Linked DNA regions of Mus musculus: regions 1 and 2 are each linked to region 3. A link is a contact called in public HiChIP or PLAC-seq data. All regions are on one chromosome and are shown on one strand. The core of a region is the stretch at or near the end of the contact, and the rest is flanking DNA. Distances in the headings are between cores, read along the strand shown.

The links. HiChIP or PLAC-seq counts read pairs in DNA pulled down with a chosen protein or histone mark.
Region 1: a contact with region 3 is called in an H3K27ac HiChIP or PLAC-seq map of embryonic stem cells, with 3 times the contacts expected there. The contact joins two enhancer-like sites. A contact is called at or near these places in 3 of 39 promoter capture datasets (cranial neural crest, frontonasal cranial neural crest and second pharyngeal arch cranial neural crest) and 2 of 115 datasets of contacts at active chromatin or transcription factors (embryonic stem cells and large pre-B cells).
Region 2: a contact with region 3 is called in an H3K27ac HiChIP or PLAC-seq map of embryonic stem cells, with 5 read pairs. The contact joins two enhancer-like sites. A contact is called at or near these places in 1 of 39 promoter capture datasets (hippocampal neurons), 4 of 115 datasets of contacts at active chromatin or transcription factors (bone marrow-derived dendritic cells, bone marrow-derived macrophages and embryonic stem cells) and 1 of 9 other capture datasets (adipose tissue).

What each region holds. Positions count from the first base shown.
Region 1 is chr2:30,958,786-30,961,485 of GRCm38.p6, reverse strand. It overlaps Tor1b (torsin family 1, member B), which reads right to left. Exons shown (of 5, transcript NM_133673.3): 5 at 2,471-2,700. Tor1a (torsin family 1, member A (torsin A)) reads left to right here. Exons shown (of 5, transcript NM_144884.2): 5 at 289-925. The coding sequence ends at 539. Among named protein-coding and RNA genes, the nearest start is that of Tor1b, 7.1 kb to the right of the region's middle. Within about 2 kb of position 1,360, at least 12 of the 459 cell types and tissues checked have an H3K27ac peak or open chromatin away from gene starts, as enhancers often do. A contact at or near this core is called in embryonic stem cells, where this site is marked.
Region 2 is chr2:30,937,381-30,940,080 of GRCm38.p6, reverse strand. No RefSeq gene overlaps it. Among named protein-coding and RNA genes, the nearest start is that of Tor1b, 14 kb to the left of the region's middle. Within about 2 kb of position 1,425, at least 15 of the 459 cell types and tissues checked have an H3K27ac peak or open chromatin away from gene starts, as enhancers often do. A contact at or near this core is called in embryonic stem cells, where this site is marked.
Region 3 is chr2:30,576,850-30,579,549 of GRCm38.p6, reverse strand. No RefSeq gene overlaps it. Among named protein-coding and RNA genes, the nearest start is that of Cstad, 17 kb to the left of the region's middle. Within about 2 kb of position 1,334, at least 9 of the 459 cell types and tissues checked have an H3K27ac peak or open chromatin away from gene starts, as enhancers often do. A contact at or near this core is called in embryonic stem cells, where this site is marked.

The sequences.
Region 1 (2,700 bases), core at 111-2,610, 380 kb before region 3:
GACCAGGCTGGCCTTGAACTCAGATCCACCTGCCTCTGCCTCAGGAGTGCTGGCATTAGAGGTGTGCACTGTTAAAGGCATTCTTAACTAATGAGCCCCAAAGGTGTCCCCTTATGTCACCCTGCCCTTGCTGTCCCTGCTGCATCCCAAGGCAGTACTCATGGGCAGTTCTCAGCTTGTCTCTCTTCCTCACTGTATGGAGATGGGTAGCATGGCCCCCAGTGAACACCTGGTAATTATCCTGTCTGGACCGATCATTGTTATGTGTCACCTTTCTGTCTTTCCCAGGTGGCTTCTGGCACAGCAGCCTCATTGACCGGAACCTCATAGATTATTTTGTCCCCTTCCTGCCCCTGGAGTACAAGCACCTGAAAATGTGCATCAGAGTGGAGATGCAGTCCCGAGGCTATGAAGTAGATGAGGACATCATCAGCAAGGTAGCGGAAGAGATGACGTTCTTCCCCAAGGAGGAGAAGGTCTTCTCTGACAAGGGCTGCAAGACTGTGTTCACCAAGCTGGACTACTACCTGGATGACTGAGGCCGGCTGCCAGGGCTGTGTCAGTCCGCTCCTCCCCAGAAGAGGCTTGGACACTTCCTGCTGAGGTTAGCGGGAGAATCCTGTTTCTGCTCCTCAGAGCCTGCAGGTGACCGCGCTGTAGGGACCACAGATGCAACATGGACCTGAAGCTCCTGGAGCCTCCAGAGATGAAAGCAGCTCCCAGCATTCTGGACTTGTGATTTTTTTAAAATTATGTTTTAATTTCAGGTGTTTCTGTTTTGAGGCAGAACAAGTAAGTTTTACTGCAAATGTGATAACGTTTTATTTAAAATGGTTTTTAATACTATAAGAAGCTTTCAGCGGTGGCTTTGTGTGTCTTTTGAAACTGTTGGATGACATTACCAGTATTTCTACTTCAGAAACCCAAGCCTGGACATCTGCTGCATGGATGGAATGGTTATCTCAGGAACAAGGGGCCTGAAGCAGCCCTGCCAGGGGCCATAGAGTGGTTAGGTGAGACTGGATCACAGATGTGCCTCTGTGCTCTTCTCTGGACTCCTTAGTAATAAGACAAGTGAGTTTTCCCGGCAGTGGTGGCGCACGCCTTTAATCCCAGCACTTGGGAGGCAGACAGGCGGATTTCTGAGACCAGCCTGGTCTACAGAGTGAGTTCCAGGACAGCCAGAGCTACACAGAGAAACCCTGTCTCGGAAAAAAAAAAAAAAAAAAAAAAAAAGAGAGAGAGAAACCCTGTCTCAAAAACAACAGAAAGCCCATTTGTCTTAATGACCCTGAGTGGTCGTCAGTTCCACTCCAGATGCCAGGCTTGACAGAGCTCTAGAGAGGCTTGTTTTATGCAGCACAAAGCGCCTGCTAAGGGGCAGGGCTCCTGTAGGTGTGGTTGTCATTCAAGGCCTTGACAGGGCTGGGTTTAGCAGGGAGAAAAGGGCCTGACGTCAAAACAAGGTCAACTGCCGGCAGGACCACACTCTGCCTCTGCTACCAGCCTGTTCAAGGCCCCTTTTCAGGCGGCCCAGGATTCCCAGTGATGGTTCCAAGTCCCCAGGAAACATGTCAGGTCTTACCACCCATCTGAAGATGGAGCCCAAGCACTGAGCCCTGACTGAGGAGCATGGCTTCCTGTCCTGCTGAGGCCTGTCTTTGTAGATGTGGCCGCATGGGACAGGTGGGCACTGTGTCAGGCTCCCAGACACCAACTAAGGAAGGGAGCAGCAGCATGTCAGTACGGAGGCTTACCCTTCCAGACTGCTCTGTCCTGTGGCAGCCATGTATCGGTACTGCCAAGAAGCGAGGTTAGCACAGTTACGCCGAGATCTGGCCAACAGACAGACCTAGAATCGGGTTCTCTTGTCAGTTCTGGGCAGGAAGATCCAGCAACTCGGTCTCTCAGCAGTGGCCAGGTATCAGACCGTGATAAAAGGCATCTCTGAGTAGGAAAAAATGACACCACAGCATCCAGAATACCACAAACTCCAAGGCACTGAGTGTGAGGGCCAAGAGTAGGGCACAGAGCCTGCGTCGAGTTCTGACCCAGACCCAGCAGTTGCGGATTGCTCACAGTTGGGGGGATGTTATGTGGTAGGAAAGCCTGACTCTGGTAGCTCCTATATCTTGCTACCCAGCCTGTCTAGCTGGCTCTGAGCTCCAGAGCCTGTTTGGAAGGTGGAGAAATAAGAAAGGTGCCCAAGTTGGCATATGTAGAGATGTGATTGCCTGCCCCTTGTGTATGTAAACACAGCACAGAAAAAGCCCTTACCTACCCGAGGAAGCTCTCCAGCACCAGATATTGCCTCGTCCTATGTGTGTGGGTAACAGCATTCAAAGCAAACATTGATTTCTGCGTGATGGGGTCAACCTGCACATGCAGGTGAGGAAGGCCGCGGGCCGCTCCAGAGCCTTGATTCTGAGCTCCGTGCACTACCACACAGACAAGGAAAAGCTCAGGAAAGTTACGTCTCGCAATGCTTTTATTATCTTGCGTCCATCTCTGTTCTCACAGGGAGGCTGGGGCAGGCCACACCAGGCCTTTCAAAGTTGGAGATCAGTAACAGCAGTCCAAAGGTGGCCAACACGTGTCCACGTATTACATCACTGTAAACAGAAAACCGGGAGCCCAACAGGTCACAAACAGTAACTCGGCTCCAGTCCAAGACTATGGCCTGAAAGTCACCCTCACCTT
Region 2 (2,700 bases), core at 176-2,675, 360 kb before region 3:
ATTTAGGGGTAGGGGGTTTCCTTAGGAGCATATCTTTGTGGTACCCTTATCCTGCTCCCATTGGTTGGGGTATTCAGCTGTGGTGGGGACTAGCCTGGCCTAACATTCATGTCTTACTTGCCAACCAGGATGTCAGTTCCAAGGGACATCTCGGGAGTTAAAACTATCCTCGACCCCTACTCAAATGGACGTCTCTCTCCAAATGGCTTCTTACATTGGTGCAAGTGTCTCTCTTATGCTGGGTCCATCCCAGGGGCAGCTTATGAACAACCATAAAAGCTCACACACAGGGCAGGAAGTGCTGAGGCGAGGTCGGTTCAGGTCCAAGCTTACTGCGGCTAACTATACAAAGCAGTTCCAGCTGACCTCTACGTGATTGGATCCCAAGATCACCAAAGCCCAGCACATCACAGAATCTGCAATTCATTCAGGCATGAGAAAGTCTCCTAGTAACAGTACATGAGAAAGCTTCCTAATAACAGCACATGGGAAGGTTTGCTTATACCATTGGTAACAGCACAAAATGGCAGGCTAGGCAGGCAGCAGCTATCTAGGCCTCAACATTTTACCTAGACCCTAACAGTCAGGTCTCCTAGAACTGAAGTTACAGGTGGTTGTGAACTGCCATGTGGGTGCTGGGAACTGAACCCAGGTTCTCTACAAAAGCAACAAGTATTGAATGATTATTTTATTTATTTATTTATTTATTTATTTATTTAGGTTTTTCAAGACAGAGTTTCTCTGTGTAGCTCTGGCTGTCCTGAAACTCACTCTGTATATTTATTTATTTATTTATTTATTTTTAAAATTAAACATTTTAAGTTTAATTGCCTTGTATAGCCGGAGGCTGGAGCTGTATGGGAGGAAACAGCGAGAGAAATAACGAGACCAAGACAAAATTTCTGATCCAGGCCCAATGTTTACTAAGAGTCTGTGCTTATAAAGGAGGGAGGCCCATCCCCTGCCACGCCAGGCTTCTTGATGCTTTGCTGCCAAGTTGTTAGCACTTGGTCTGCCAGAGCTGTTAGCACTAGGTCCAATCAACAGGTTGTCAGCTTAACTCAGGAATATCTCAGGAAGACAGGTTCAGCCTCTCAGTGGGGCATCTTGGAGAAGAACACAGGTGGCAGAACAATAGACCTGGGTCGGAAGACTCCACCCTCCATGGTCTCATTCACAGCTGCAGAACAGGTCTGAGTCGGCCTGCTCAAGGCTGGGGGAGGCTATAGCCTTGAACTGAGCAATGATTGCTCCATTCTAAACCTCCCAGGCAGCCAGGCTTCCTCCCAGACCACATTCCCATCTTACTTGCAGTTTTCCCATCCTTTTTGCTCTCTTCTCCTGAGGCTTCCTGGACCTGTCCTCATGGCTCCCCTCCTTCCTTCCTGTCCCTTTCTCCACCCCTCCTAGAAACGGGAGTCCCACCTTATTCTCTCTAAAGCTCTATATTGGCTCCTTGGCTTTTATTGGCAGGGCAGAGAACGAATGAATGAGGAGCAATGTTTAAGCAAACTTGGGACAGGAGCATCTAAGGATAACATAAAGAAGCCACAGCCACGTGGAAACCAGGTAGTGGGATAGAGAGATCAGCATGTGAGATAATGCAAGGGTAAACTTTACACAGTGGGGAGAACATTTGGCAGACAAACAAGCGCTCTGAACTGCTCAGCCATCTTTCCAGCTCCCATTTTTTTTCTTCTTTTAATTACATTTGGCCAAATGTGGTGGCACATGCCTTTAATCCTAACACTTGGAATGCAGAAGTAGGAGAACCTCTATGAGGACGACAACAGGCTGGTCTACATCATGAGTTCCAGATCAACCAGAGCTACAGACAAACAAACAAAAAATTACATTTATTTACTTTATTGTGTATATGTATGGGTGTGCGTGTATGTCACAGTGCAAGTGTGGAGGTTAGAGGACAGCTTTTGGGAGTTCATTTTCCCTTTTGTGATGGCTGTTCTTGCTTGTCAACATGACTACATATGGAGTTAACTAAAACCCAGGCTGCTGAGTATACCTGTCAGGGACTTTCCTTGATTGGATAGTTTGAGGTGGGGAGAACCACCTTAAATCTGGGCCACACCTTCTGTTGGCAGTCTATTCAAAGGACATGGAAGCAGGAAACTGGCTCTTTGCTGTTTGCCCTCGCTCTCACTGCCACGTCCGTTTCCGTTTCCCCCATGGACTGAACAACTGATGGATTCTTGGACGTTGTGTTGGTGAACGGCCATTGTTGGACTAGTGTAGGCATAGTGTTGTGCACTGAGTAAAGATTATTCTTGTGTTATGCAAACGCTGATTGTCTGTCCTCACATCCTGTTTCAGTCCCGGCACAGCATTGTGCTGCTTATACCAAGAATCTACTGTCTCAAGTTTGTGTAAACAATTCTTTTTTTATTATTATTAGATATTTTCTTTATTTACATTTCAAACGCTATCCTGAAAGTTCCCTATACCCTCCCCCCGCCCTGCTCCCCTACCCACCCACTCCCACTTCTTGGCCCTGGCGTTCCCCTGTACTGGGGCATATAAAGTTTGCAAGTCCAATGGGCCTCTCTTTCCAGTGATGGTCGACTAGGCCATCTTCTGCTACATATGCAGCTAGAGACACAAGCTCTGGGGGTACTGGTTAGTTCATATTGTTCCACCTATAGGGTTGCAGACCCCTTCAGCTCCTTGGGTACTTTCTCTAGC
Region 3 (2,700 bases), core at 85-2,584:
AGCCAGCTTGCCTGGAGGCTGTGGAAGATACCACAGAGTGTATCACTGACCTAGGAAAAGATCAAAGTCCAAGGCATGGTTTGTATGGACTGCAAGATACTTTCATGCCATTAGATTCAAACAAACAAACAAACAAACAACCCCAGTAAACACAGGTTGATGGGAAAGGGTTTATTGTGTCTAACAGTTTGAGAGCGTCATTCTGTCCTAGTGAGAAAGATGTGGTAGCTGAAGAGGCTACAGGAGCAGGAAGCTGGATGCTGAAACTGCATCTGCAGCAGGAAGCAGAGAAGAAGCAGATGGTTAGGTTAGACCATAAAGCCTAGAGGCCTCCCCTCAGTTACCCTTCCTCCTCCTCCTCCTTGAATCAAGTGTTCAAACACACATGCCTGAAGAAGACATTTGCCATCCAAACTCTAACACTGCAAAAGGTAATCAAAAGGGTGTGGTTCTCTTAGCAATGCAGAAGCAAAATGACAGATTACAGAGACAACAAGGGAGAACACAGAATGCAGGACTCACCCACCAAGAAGACAGCAACAGTCTAGTGCCTGAGACAGTGTCAGCAAAATCCAAAGGGGGTGGGGGGTGAGGGGTGGGGGGGCGGGGGGGCGGGGGGAGAGAAATGAATAAATGTATGATTGCAAAACCCTCTCTCAACTCAAAGGACCATGACTCAAAACTGGCCACCAGCTGCAATCTCCCTGTCATTTATGGAACTCTGTATCAGCCAGAATAACACTATTTTCAAGGGCACAGAACACACAGGCTTACATTGGACCAGCAAGATGGTGCGGGAGGTTAAAGGGGTCTGTGGCCAAGCCTGGTACCTAGGTTTGATCTACTACAGAGTAGGCAGGAATGAACCCTTGAAAGTTGTTTTCTGCCTTCCATGTGTGGTATGGTGTAGGTCTTCAAGTACATACATACATACATACATACATACATACATACATTCATACATGTTTTAAAGGCTACATCCTAGCCTCAAATAAACCTGTCAGTTTAGAAGAAATACAACCATTTAGAGTGTGTTCTCTGATGTAACAGACTCTAAGTAGGAAGCAATACCAGAATGGACTTCCAAGACTCAGAAACTAAACAACTCCTCCCCTAAATAACTTGTAGGTCAGAAAAGCCAAAACAAAACAAAACAAAAATAGCTTTTAGGGGTTTTTGTTTGTTGGTTGGTTAGCTTGTTTGTTTGGTTTGGTTTGGTTTGGTTTTTATGATGCAAGGTCTTGTTTGGTTTCAGACCCTGGGACTAGGTGCTGAGGTGCATATTTTACATATCAAAAGCAGATCGGGCCTTCAGGTTCTCCCATCATCCCTCAGTCCCTACCTGGCACACCCTGATCCTACTCCCGAGCTTTCAAGCCCTGGGGCTGGGTTGCCCTTCCCTCCAGAGGCTCCTCTCTATATAATCCAGACATTTTGGTCTCTCCCATCCCCTCTCTACACTCATTCTTTCTGTCTCTTCCCCCTCTCCTCCCCTCCCTCCCCATGGTGGCTTCCCCTGGCCTCCTTCCTTGGGAGTTAGTGAATTTGCCTGCCTGAGAGCAACTTCCCAATAAATCTGCATTTAATATAATCTAATCTGGTTTGAATTGGCTCATCTCACCAGCTGAGAAATAATTTATCAGATAGTGCCAAACCCCGGGAAAGGTTGAGTGCCCAGTCTGATGGCTGGGTTCTTCCCTGGCCTCGCGGAGGGACCGCTTCTTTCTCTCCACAGGAAACATCAACTTCAGCCTCTGTGAGTAACTACCTCCCAGAAGCCCTCAAGCAACAAGTGCTCCTTTCCAGTCCAGGGCTCTTGGAGCTTTCCCTGCCGAGTCAGGGCCTCACCAGAGATAGCAAAGAACAGGTGTTTGTTTGGGGAAATCTTTGATACAAAGACGTTTGGTCTGAGGTTACGGCCTCCATATTAACCATTAGATCCCAGACTATTGAATGGGTCGCCAGTTCCCATAGTCTCAGGATCTCTGGGAAATGCTGGGTCTAAAACTGATCGCAGATGCCTCTTGTATGTCTGCTGCAAAATTTACCCAAATTGGCCTGAACTTCCAATGTCTCAAATTTTGGCAACTGCACTCTTGCCCCTCAACTCCTTCACCTCATTGAGCGCAGGGCTCCAGGTACCGCCTAGCCCCACCCAGCCTCCACCCTTCTCCTGCTCATGAGCAGCCCCCGCAGCAGCAGTGGTGACTTCAACAGTAATGGTGAGCGAACATTTTAAATCACCCACGCTGGCCACAGTCAATAAACAGCATGTGCTTGGCCGCCATCTTGACTTTGGGAAAAAGGAACTGTGGCTTCACCACCATCTTGGTTAAGGGCAGTCACGTGATTGGCAGCCATCTTTGCTATGGAAAAGTCAGACCTTCACAGCAAGCAACTCCAATTTATACTGTTTGTTTCTTTCTTCTTCTACCAGCTGCCTCGGCCCAGAATTTACCTTCCGGCTTTCTAGCCACTAGATTTATTTAATGAGCTATCAAAACAGCACCTCCACGAGTTCATGTTTAAAAAAATAAGGTATATTTAATAATCAAATGCTTTCAAGGTCGAGAATGGGCAACTTGATTCAAGCTAAATTTGTCTATTCAAATATACTATAGACACATGAATGGTCCTCAAACCCCCATACAGGAATGGGTGAAAATGGTTTTAAAGTCTTTAAAACTTGAGAGGAGGTGA